Regions from separate parts of the Mus musculus genome. Here region 2 is linked to region 1. Evidence: chromatin contacts called from public Hi-C data. All regions are on one chromosome and are shown on one strand. Each heading gives the region's core, a stretch centred on a gene start, on an enhancer-like site or on the middle of the called end of the contact. The rest is flanking DNA. Distances are from core to core; before and after follow the strand shown. Region 1 holds the start of Anapc4 (anaphase promoting complex subunit 4). Region 2 holds the start of Rbpj (recombination signal binding protein for immunoglobulin kappa J region).

Region 1 (5,480 bases), core at 1,369-3,868:
ACTCCAACCAGGTTAGACCTACTCCAACCAGGTCACACCTCCAAATGGTGCCATTCCCTGGCCTAAGAATATACAAACCATCACACTGTCTAATGTTCTGTATCTTTTCATAAATACAAGAATTTATGTCTATAAAGATGGAAGATCCTGAAGAGGATGACTATGCCATATCCAAAAAAAAAAAAAAAAGTTCAGAAAATGTTCCTATGGTTGGACATTTGGTTTGATTTTTTTTTTTAACTACATTGAGCAAGCCAATAGTTATCATATTTTACCAAATCTGGGACTTCCTTAAAGGTAGATAGATGTGTTGTGTTAATAATTATCATGTATTACTTACTATGCAGTGTGGTGTTTGTTTTATATGTAACAATAATCATATTACTAAGTGTTTGTTTCATATAAATGCAAATATTATGGCTCTAGAACTCTTACTAGAAACTATTCAAACTGGAATCACGTGAGTTAGTCTCTGGATTTCTTTCCAAAAACAGTAAGTGAAGTTGTGGGGGCATCGTGGTTTGAATATGCTTTGCCCAGGGTGTGAAATTTGGAGGTATGGCCTTGTTGGAGTAGGTATGTCACTGTGGGTATGGGCTTTAAGACCTCACCCTAGCTGCCTGGAAGTCAGTATTCTGCCAGCAGCCTTCAGATGAAGATGTAAAGCTCCCAGCTCCTCCAGCACCATGCCTACCTGAATGCTGCCATGTCCCCACCTTGATGATAATGGACTGGACTGAAATTCTGAGCCTGTAAGACAGCCCCAATTAAATGTTGTCCTTATAAGAGTTGCCTTGGTCATGGTGTCTGTTCACAGCAGTAAAAACTCTTACTAAGATTGAAGTTGGTACCAGAAGTGGGGTATTGCTGTGATAGGCCTTTTGTCTGGAAGAATGTGGATTTGGGGACTTTGGATTTGGAAAGCAGTTGAATGCTTTAAGTGGGGCTTAATGGGCTATCCTAGTAAGAATATGAAAGATTTAGTTGCTGAGATTGATTTGAACTGTTCAGAATTGGCTCAAGACGGTTCAGTGGAGGAAAGTTTCAATATGGCCCAGAAACTGTTTTTGTAGTGTTTTGGTGAAGATTGTGGCTGCTTTTTGCCTTTGTCTTAAGAGTCTACCTGAGTCTAAGATAAAGAGACTTATATTAATTGCATTGACAAAGTCTCAAAAAAGCCCAGCAGAGACCTTGTTCTCTGGTTAAGTCTCATGAAGAACATTTTAAATAAGCATAGCAAGTTTAGAAAGGAAAAATACAAAATGTGGTTCACATATTAAAGGGGCACCAGGAAGTGAAATGGAGCTGAATCTTACGTTCTAGGAAATAAAAGATTAAGGGATTGGGGGTAAGATCCCATCCAGCTAAGTTTAGATTCAGGCATGGTGGTATACACCTTTAATTCCAGCATTACAGGCGGCAGAGCCATGCAGATCTCTGAGTTCAGAGGTTCAGTCGGACATCATCAAGGTGGGAACATGGCAGCATCCAGGCAGGCATGGTGCAGGAGAAGCTGAGAGCTCTACTACTTCATATCAAGTCTGCTAGCAGCATACTGACTTCAAGGCAGCTAGGATGAGGTCTTAAAGCTCACACCCACAGTGACACACCTACTCCAACAAGGCCACACCTCCAAATGGTGCCACCCCCTGGGCAAAGCATATTCAAACCATGACAGAGGGAAACAGTTTTGATAAACAGTACTACTGATGATAAAATGTAGACTTACTTTGCTCTCCCTTCTTGCAGAGTGGTCTTTATACTTAAAACCCAGAGCAGTTGTGATCAACAGATTGACAATTGAGGTTGCCTGGGCAGTGTCTGTCCACATTTTCTCACAAAATTGAATGCTTAGATAGCCACAGAATAAATCCTGTTTCCTCTTAACTGTGGTGAGTTTGCTACAAGTCAAGAAATCATTTAAATAAGGCGAAAGAAAACACACTATTTGTCCCTGTTAGGGAGGGTGCAAGCACTTTAACAGTATATGTCTGTAGATAGGAATCATTCAGTGTTTTGTTTTCTTTTTAAATGGTGATTTCCGTCCAATGTTAACCCTCTTTTAATTTGCTAAAATGCTGCCTGATAGAGAGGTTTGTTGTTTTAAATTCTACAATGCATCCAGGGCTGAAAACGACTGTGTGCCAAAGGAGGTCCAGTGTGTGAGTCCGGAGTTTTGATTAGAGCCTAAACCTAGAACAAAAGGGATTGTGTACACAGCAGCGAATTTCTGAGCAAACGGAAAAGGCCTGGAAGGGTTCCCACACGTCCGCGTATACAGGGTTAAGGATTCCTTTGGTACTTGCTGTGCAGCGGGCAGCCCAGAGTAGGGGACCTCCGAGACACCAGAGCTCGCTCCGCCCTAGCCACGCCCAGCTACGGCCTAGCTCCGCTCCCTTCTAGCCCCGCCCTCACCCGCTGTAGCCTAGGCTAACTTTGCCCTAAGCACTCGCTCGCCCCGCCCACACGGCTCCGCCCTACATCAAGCCCCGCCCTGCGCTCTCCCCGCCCCACCGGCGCGCGGCTGCTGTGCCACTCACTTCCTCTCGCGAAGACGTCCCGGCGTCGGCGCCGGAAGCTTTCTCCGAGCGCGGAGGGCGGAGTGAGAGGGCGGGGAAGGCCGCTGGCTAGGAGTAGGCCGAGTCTGCGACTCTGGCAGGTACCGCTGCTGGCAGGGCTTTGTGCCAGAGCTTTGTGGCCGGGTGCTCCGGCGGCCTTCTCGCGCACGTCGTTGCAGGGCCGCACCCATGCTGCGCTTTCCGACCTGTTTCCCATCCTTTCGGGTGGTGGGAGAGAAGCAGCTGCCACAGGAGATTATTTTCTTGGCCTGGTCCCCCAAGCGAGACCTCATTGCTTTGGCCAACACTACAGGCGAGGTAAGTGAGCTGGTGAGAGAGGTCGCCTGGGCTGGGACCCTCGAGCCTCAGTTTCCCCTTTGGCAGACGTGGCGAATCGCACATCTCTCCTGCCCCTACATCTCAGCATGGCTGTTAACTTTAAGAGACTGTGTAAAATACTGTGCCTTCCAGACAGGATGTGTATTCCATTTCCTGTATGGCCCAGAAGAACAAATTCCCTCCAAGTTCTGCACACCCAGGACTCCAGGAATTGATTTGGCCAGGGATGCACCATCAGACCCCGCCCAAAGTTGGTTTCAGATTAGTAGAGAATGAAGATGAACTGTCAAGTCCAACTGGAAGTGTGTGTGTGTGTGCAGTTGCTACAGAGGATGCTTGGTTCCGAGGTTTTACATCTTTGTTACATCTAGCTATTTAGAAGATCTTTAAGTTGAAAGGCTGATGCCTCACAGAATTGCAGACAGAATGCGTGTGGACGTTGTCAGTTAGCATTTCTGACATTAGGAACGTGAACATGCGATATCAAGTACAACTAGATACCCATCTTTCTGTGGAGGATGACTATTACCTGACAGCCATCTTGAAAGGGTCCCATCATCCATGCCACTTAGCACCCTCACCTATGTAAAACTAGGTGGTAAGGAAGGCCTAGCACCCAGAAATGCTTAGTGTGCCAGATTGCATTATCGTGTTGTGTGGCACGGCTCTGTCTCTAAGATCCATGGCTGGTGACATAGCTAAGGCGTGGGCTAAGAGTGCAGTCATTATTGTTGTTATTTTACTATGTCACCTACATATTCATGTTGTTTGTGTTACTTCTTTTGTCTATTGTCTTGGATAGGCTTTTTAACCTTTTCAAAAAGGTAAGTTTAAAAGATACAAAAGGGGCTGGAGACATGGCTCAGCTATCAAGAGCACTTGCTGTTCTTATAAATGACCTAGGTTTGGTTCATAGCACCCACATGGTCACAACTGTCGGTAGCTTCAGTTCCAGGGAGAACTGATGGCCTCTTCTGGCCTCCTGGGGCACTGACTGCACAAATGTGGTACAAATACATACATGTAGGTGTACCTTAAAAAAAAAAAAAGAAAGAAAATATGTAGAGTACAGGACTAAGTTGGGCCTTCTGAGTTCACCCATTTCTTTGAAAATGTCTTACATTCGTTTGGACACTGTTGTTCTGTAGATTGCAAAAAAAAATACTCAAAAGTAGTAATTAAAATTTTTGTTCTGTGGGTCTAGGTTCATTTTATCTCTGCAGGTGAGTTTGCAGCTTTCTGCTATCATGTCTTTTCATCTTAGGTTTTGCTGCATCGCCTTGCAAGTTTTCATCGAGTTTGGAGTTTCCCACCAAATGAAAGTACAGGAAAAGAAGTGACCTGCTTGGCCTGGAGACCAGACGGCAAACGTATGATAATGCTACAAACGTGTATCTCTTATTTCCAAAAGGATAGTCTAAAAACAGTACTTTTTCTTGGTATATTTTAGAATTATGGTTTTGTTTCTGTTGTATAGGTCTTACTGTATAACCCTGACTGGCCTAGGACTCTTTGTGTAAACCAGAGATCCACCTGCTTCTGCCTCCCAGGTGCTGAGATTAAGGACATGTGTGGCCTACCGTATCTGGCCCTATATTAGAACTATAAGTACTAGTTTGAGACTTTTTTTTCTTATTAGAATGCTTATATTTTTCATGAAAGTCTGTTGTTGGCAGGGATAAGTCTTTAATGAGCCCTGGCTTTGTGGCAGATAGGATCAAAGTCTGAGACATTTGCAGAATAATTGGCTTTGGCTCTCTCTGCTCTCTTGTCCTACATCATTTGATCCAAGTACCATTCACCACTCATGAGTCCATTCAGTGCCATCACAGTCTTTTTCTCCCCCAAATTCAGTTAGTACTAAATGTGAGGTTCATAAATCTCCTCTATGTAAGCTACCACTCAGGAGGGGCTGCGCACTGTGACTCTACATTTCCCAAAGGTCTTTTCCTGCTGTCGTGGCTCAGATCATTCATCTTCCATGGGGGTGTGTGTGTGTGTGTGTATCTTGTTTAGTTTGTTTGTTTGTTTGTTTGTTTTTCAAGACAGGGTTTCTCTGTGTAGTCCTGGCTGTCCTGGAACTCATTCTGTAGACCAGGATGGCCTCGAACTCAGAAATCTCCTGCCTCTGCCTCCCAAGTGCTGGGATTAAAGGCTTGCACCACCACTGTGCTGTCTTGTTTAGTTTCTTAAATTGATAGTTTCTGGAGCAGTTAGTCCTAGTGTTAGAATAGTAAATTGCTATGGGCTGCAGCTTGAAGTTTATCAGGGTGTCCAGCTTGTGGTCTATAAGTCACATGGGACTCTGTATAACAATGAATATGGCCCAGCACAAAATTTTAACGTCCTCAAAACTTTGGGTTTTTTTTTTTTTTTTTTGTTTCTTTGTTTGTGGAGGGTTTCTCTATTATTATTCTTATTTTTTTTTCTTTTTTCTTTTTTTTTTTTTGTTTTTTGTAATGTGATTGCATAGTTCTCTAATGTGAACTTCATGGTTAACTACATTGTATCACTGTGGCAAAAGGTTGAGCAAGCCTGAAGGTACTTTAAGAAAAAAAATAAATTACATTTGTAATATGAGTA
Region 2 (5,589 bases), core at 2,927-5,426, 760 kb after region 1:
CAAGTGACAAGGTTGTCCCTTTGACCTCCATGCCCATGCATTCAGACACACATATACAGGAAAACCAATAAGAAAAAGACATTCTTTACTGATATGCAGGAGGTTCCCAGCATTTTCTTTAATCATCACAAGTGCTGAAACATACAGGTAACTCAACAAATAGGTTAGTATACTTATAGCACAAACCACACCGAGTTGTATGATTAACACGTAGTGACAAATTCCCACAATTTCCACAGAGACTATATTTTTAATCCCACAAGCCACCCATGAAAGTATCTATTTCTTTATTGTCCATTAGAAGAATTTTTCTTTCCTGAGGGGCTCACATGGAGAGCAGGAAAACTCTTAAATGTAGAGCCCCACTTACTGGTCCAAATGGTTCTAAATGGGCACCCCCCATCTTTCCCTCCTGCCACTTCCAAATATTCTTCCTTCCATCCTTTAAAATCATCTCTATTCTGCCCTAAGAGCTTCTCTATCTTCTTTCCATTCTCCCTGCAAATAATGACTACCTACCTCACATCAGGCAATGGTCCAGGAACTGAAGCTTGAAGATAGAAACAAGGCATGTAAGAAGAAAGAGGCATGGGAGTCACTCTAGGGAAGGGTGGCCAGAAAATGGCCAGGGTATATGACACATTTACCCAAAGACTTCAAAAGACTTCCTCCTATATGGGTGTGGGGAGAGTGCTGCAAGTCACGGAGAGGGCACAGGCTCGGTGTTAAGAGTGCTTATTGTGCCCTCTGAGCTTCAAGAAGGGCAGCAGGCTAGCTAGAGCCTCAAGTAAAGGAAGGGGAGGAACTTTGGGAGTCAGAGAGGTCAGGAGAGTCTGGCAGCAAGCCAAAAGGTAAGTTCTTGTAGGGAAATGGAAAAACCAGTGGAATCTCTGAGGATGAGGAGGCATGGTCCCATGAGAAGAGCCTCAGGCTGGGTAGAGGTGGAAGGAAGGAAGGAAGCTCACTTAGCAGACAACCTGTAGGCTAGGTGGGGAAACAGACGGGTTAGATGAAGCTAGTTGCTGAGGAGGTAGAAATGATTAGGATCTAGGTCTACTTTGAAGGTATTGTACGTGGTTTGAGACTAGTTCACTTGTGATCCCAGGTTCTTGCACAATCTTGGAGCCCAAAGTAATAACGTGAGAAGTAGTGGAATTTTCAAGAAGTTGGGCCTAGTGGCCGATATTTGATGCCTAGTGGCATCAAATCTGGCAACCAGAGATTGATCCCTGGAACCCACCTAGTAGGTGAGAATAAACTGCAAGTTGTTCTCTGACCTCCACGTGTGCCATGGCCTGTGCAGACCCACACATATTTAAAAAAAAAAGAAAGAAAAGATAACTTGATCTTTAAAAGAAAAAAAAGTTACTCTAAAAAGAATAAACCTGGCTCCCGTTCTACCTCTAGTTTTCTATCTTCCAGTCTACGTGACCTATCCGTGTGCACATACTTCTATTATTGTGACACCATCTGTTAAGGAGGACTTGCGACAACCAAACAGATGTTAGTATCATTTGCTCCGGCACCCTCCAAAGCTGGGAGCAATATTAGCTTCCTTTCCTTACATATTATGGATTAGAAAATAGACTAATAGATCTGACTAGCATGATTTTTCTTGCCGGTGCAATCCTGAATGTGTGATATATATATATATATATATATATATATATATATATATATATATAAAAGCAAAAGTAATTCCAAGGTCCTCTTAAGTGAGGGCAAAGGAATTGGCATTACTGAGAAAGGAAAACACCTTAGGTGGAGCGTTTGAGTTGAGATTAGTTTTATGACTATCAAGGCTTTCCAAGGTCTCATGGCCTTCCGTCCAACATTAGTGTCACAAACCGTCACACTAGGCCTAAAAATCCTTGAGGAAACGTTTAAAGGCATTTTACCTCCGCAACACTCTCTTGTTCTGGATGAGACATGTTTTGACATAGCGTATTAAATGGGCATACGTCCTTTTAAAAATGGGAAGTAAATAAATAAAGCGATAGGCAAACACATATCGCATACCCTTAACAAACCTTCAGTAAGCAAAGCTTTATTTCAACCAGGAGACATTAGCTATTAGAGGGTTCACTGTCCTTTAAATGTCAAAACCCAGTCTTCATTTGTGGGTGCATGATGCTAGCAAGACACTAGTCCTACACAGCACCACGCCAATCTGAAAAGTGGCAGAGTGAAGAAGGGTTCTGACAGCTCTTGGGCAAGTAAATGAATTCAAAAAGGGTGCGTGGAGAACAGCAGCCACTAACGTATCTGATGAAACAGTACCTAGAACGGGATGCTTGCTACAAAAGAATAGAAAGAGGAAGGAAACAAAACTGGCGTTTTAAGTCATCTGGGGGGGAGGGGAGACAGAAACTGGTATGTATGTAGGATTCCTTTAAAGGCTAGGAACAGACTAAGGGGAAGCTATTTAAATCGTGTTCTCGTACCACAATGCAAACGTTTGAGATCGCTAAGCTCAGCTTTCCCGGAGCCTTGCCGGCTCACAAAGCCATCGAAGACACTATAAAGGAAAACAAAACAAAACAAAAAACAAAACAAAAACAAAACAAACAAACAAACAAAAAAACCCCAAACCAACCATTGCTAGAATAGTTAAGGGAATCCAAACTTGTTGTAGAGCAAGTGAAGTGGAGGCCAGACTAGGTGACTCAGATGCATGACTCAAAGCCGACACGGGGCTGGCTGACAGCTCCCGGAGGCGGGGGGCACCACGTCTGTCACATTTCAGGAAAGTACCAGGCTCGGGAGGGCGACAGGAAGCCTCCCCGGCGCGTGCGTGAGTGTGCCGGGGCGGCCTCAGCCCGCCGCTCCCCGCCACGCGCCCACCGCCCCGCCCCGCCCCGCCTCGCGGGCGCCTGTCGGACCCTGCCTTCCGCGTCCCGGGAGCCGCACGGGACGAACACCTGTCGGGGCCCCGGCTCTGCGCGATGTAGGGCGCACGCCCAGCCGCCCGCGGGGTGGGTAGGAGAGCGCGTTCTCGCGAGGCTTAGGAAATTTCCCACGGCCCGTGTTGTGTCTGAGCCGAGCGGTGGAAGGCGCTCGGGAGGAGGTGTAGCGTGAGACTCCGGCTGCCCGCATTGCGCACATGCGCAGTGGCGCGAGCGCGCCGCGCCAATCCTGCGGCGCTCCGGAGCGGGTCTCGGGCGGGCTGATCCAGTTCTCCGGGTTTTTTGTGGCTCCCTGCGGGAGGCAGGCAATGCAGGAGCTGGGAAATCTCTTGGAAAGCAAAGGGCCGGGAAGGGGGGGGGGGGGGAGCAGGGAGGATCAGCAGGTAGGGGACCGGAGGGACAGGTCTCGGGCCACCACCTGCCGAGAGGTGTCCCAGGCAAGACAAGCATCGGGCGACAGCATCGGGCCACCGCCGGAGGAGCTGTTTCTAGGCAGTTACCTACACGTCTGCACCCACACCTACATCCTGCAAGCTGGCTGCTGCCATGAGTTCCCCAGGCAGTCGGAGCTGGGCGGGTAGCTCGCTCCCAAGTGCCCGGGCTTGTAGTGGTGGCTCTGGGGACAACCATTCGGGGCTCTGACGTGTGGGTGCAAAGTGAACATCGGGGGGTTAGGGGGGACACCTTTGCGCGAGGCTGACCTCGGGATGACCCCAGCTCGCATCGGGGAGAAGCGGCGAAAGGCACAGAGCTTATCCCCTAATGCTTTTCCCCTGCAGAGCTCTTGGGAAGGGTCAGCTCACGCGGCGATCACGCCTGTCTCGCCGCGTGTGCGGGTCGTGCGGGAGCAAATGAATGGAGACAGTCGCTGGCAGGTCACCGGGGACCGGGGCTCTGTCCCGATCTCCGCCGCTCCGGCACCTGATACTGAGATTAGCATAAGGGAGGTGTCCAGTGAACGTCGGAATGAATGAAAAAGGCTGGGAACCCGCGGCGAGCGGGAAGCCACTTGGAAAACACCCACTCGAGGAGGCGTCTCCTCTAGGCCTGTGAGACGCTCGCATTTTCCCAGGACCCCTCCTCCCGGCCCCGGGGCCCCGCCTCCTGACCCCTCCAGTCCCGGTCCCCGTAGTAATGCCCTCCGGTTTTCCTCAGTCTCCACGTACGTCCCCGAGGGCGCGTCCCAAAACCCGGATAACCGGAGCGCTCCCCATGGACTACTCGGAGGGCTTGTCCGCGGAGGAGCGGCCTGCGCATGCTCCATCGGCGGGGTAGGTTTCTAGGGAAAGGCAGTGAGCAGATCCCTTAGTCCGCGGGCGGCGCGAGGCGGCTGGCTCCCGGCGGCGGCGGCGGCGAAGCGGGGAAAGACGGCGCGGGGGCCGGGTGGCAGCGATCGGCGAGGCCGAGGGAAGGGGCGGGGGAGAGGAGCAGGGAAAGGCGGCGGGGGGAATCTCGCGAGGGTTGGAGTTTTGGCGAGAGTTTGTGGAAGATGGCGCCTGTTGTGACAGGGTAAGTCTGAGGGGGCAGCGAGTGCTGGGAACCGGGAAAGTTGCGGGCGTCTGACCGCCGGCGGCAGGCGGCGGGCCGGGGCCGCGCGGCGCGCCGGGGCCTCGGGAGGCGGCGCGGGGCGGCGACGCGATGGCGCGGGCCGGTGCGGGGCTCGCCCGTGCGCCGCGGTGGAGCGGGCTCCGGGCGCGTGAGGGCGGGCGGTGGCGAGGCCGGCGGCTGCGGGCGGAGTGCGGCCGGCGCGCGGGGCCGTAGGCACCGTGCCCGGCGCGCGCCCCCCTCGGCGGGCCTGGCGGGGATCCCGGCGCAGCTTTGTTCCCCGTGCGTGGCCCGCGTCGCCTGTCCTCCCAGCCGCTGCCCTGGGCGCCGGAGCGCTTTGTCTGTGTGCGCTGCCCCCCGCGATTCTGCCCCCAGCCCTTTGTTTCGCCGCCTTAGGCTCTCTGTGGGAGCCGCTGCGCGCCCCGCATCCCGTCTGCACCTCCACTCCGCCCGCTGTCCCTCCTCCCGTGCCCCTTTGTTGTATCCCTCTCTTCAGTAGCTGGGTGACCTGCCATAGCCCTGGCACCAGATTACTGCCGTTCTCTTTCTTCCATTGTCTTTCTCGTGTGTATCCCCTCTCACCTTTTTCTCTTTGGTCCTCACCCCCCCCCCCCAAGGCTTTGTCTCCCCTATGTAGTGTCTCATTCTCTTAGCATCCCCTTCCCCTCGCGTCACTGCCTGATTTATCCGCTGCCCACTGTGTCTGTCTGTTGAACTGTCTCAACCCCGGGGACTCCATCTGGTGCTTCTAAGTGCGCACAGACTCTAGGGTTTGCTTTTGTTGTTTGAGTCTGGGAGATGCTTGAGATACTTAAGTTTGCTCCTTCCGCGCCCCTCCTTTCTTCCTTCGCACCCATTTCTCTCGGGATCACACCCCTACCCACCCCTATGCGCCCCTCTCTTGGGATTAAAACGACCCCACTTTTCTTTGCCATCTTTCTGGGCCCGTGATTGTTTTGCTTGGTAAGAGTAGCGCTGGAAAAGGATCTCGATTTCTTGATGGTTATTGCCGTCCCCATCATTGGCTTCTGACGGCCCCAGGCCAAGGGCATCCGCAGTAGCCTTGCACCTGGGTTACCTGAGGGCTAATGGAAGGGTATATTTTAAGACTGTTAGAAGTAGGCTCAAAGGTACTTCC

Evidence for each region. Hi-C and Micro-C count contacts between places; a contact is called where the count stands out from the background.
Region 2: a Hi-C map of CD8 T cells shows a contact between it and region 1, with 10 times the contacts expected there. The contact joins the promoter of Rbpj here to the promoter of Anapc4 in region 1. A contact is called at or near these places in 1 of 15 datasets of contacts at CTCF or cohesin (large pre-B cells), 9 of 484 Hi-C or Micro-C datasets (CD4 T cells, CD8 T cells, LSK cells and 3 more), 4 of 115 datasets of contacts at active chromatin or transcription factors (astrocytes, extraembryonic endoderm stem cells, large pre-B cells and 1 more) and 1 of 9 other capture datasets (liver).

Annotation. Positions count from the first base shown.
Region 1 is chr5:52,831,517-52,836,996 of GRCm38.p6, forward strand. Anapc4 (anaphase promoting complex subunit 4) reads left to right here and starts at 2,619. Exons shown (of 28, transcript NM_024213.2): 1 at 2,619-2,876; 2 at 4,162-4,267. The coding sequence starts at 2,748.
Region 2 is chr5:53,586,310-53,591,898 of GRCm38.p6, forward strand. Rbpj (recombination signal binding protein for immunoglobulin kappa J region) reads left to right here and starts at 4,177. Exons shown (of 11, transcript NM_001080927.2): 1 at 4,177-4,415. The coding sequence starts at 4,396.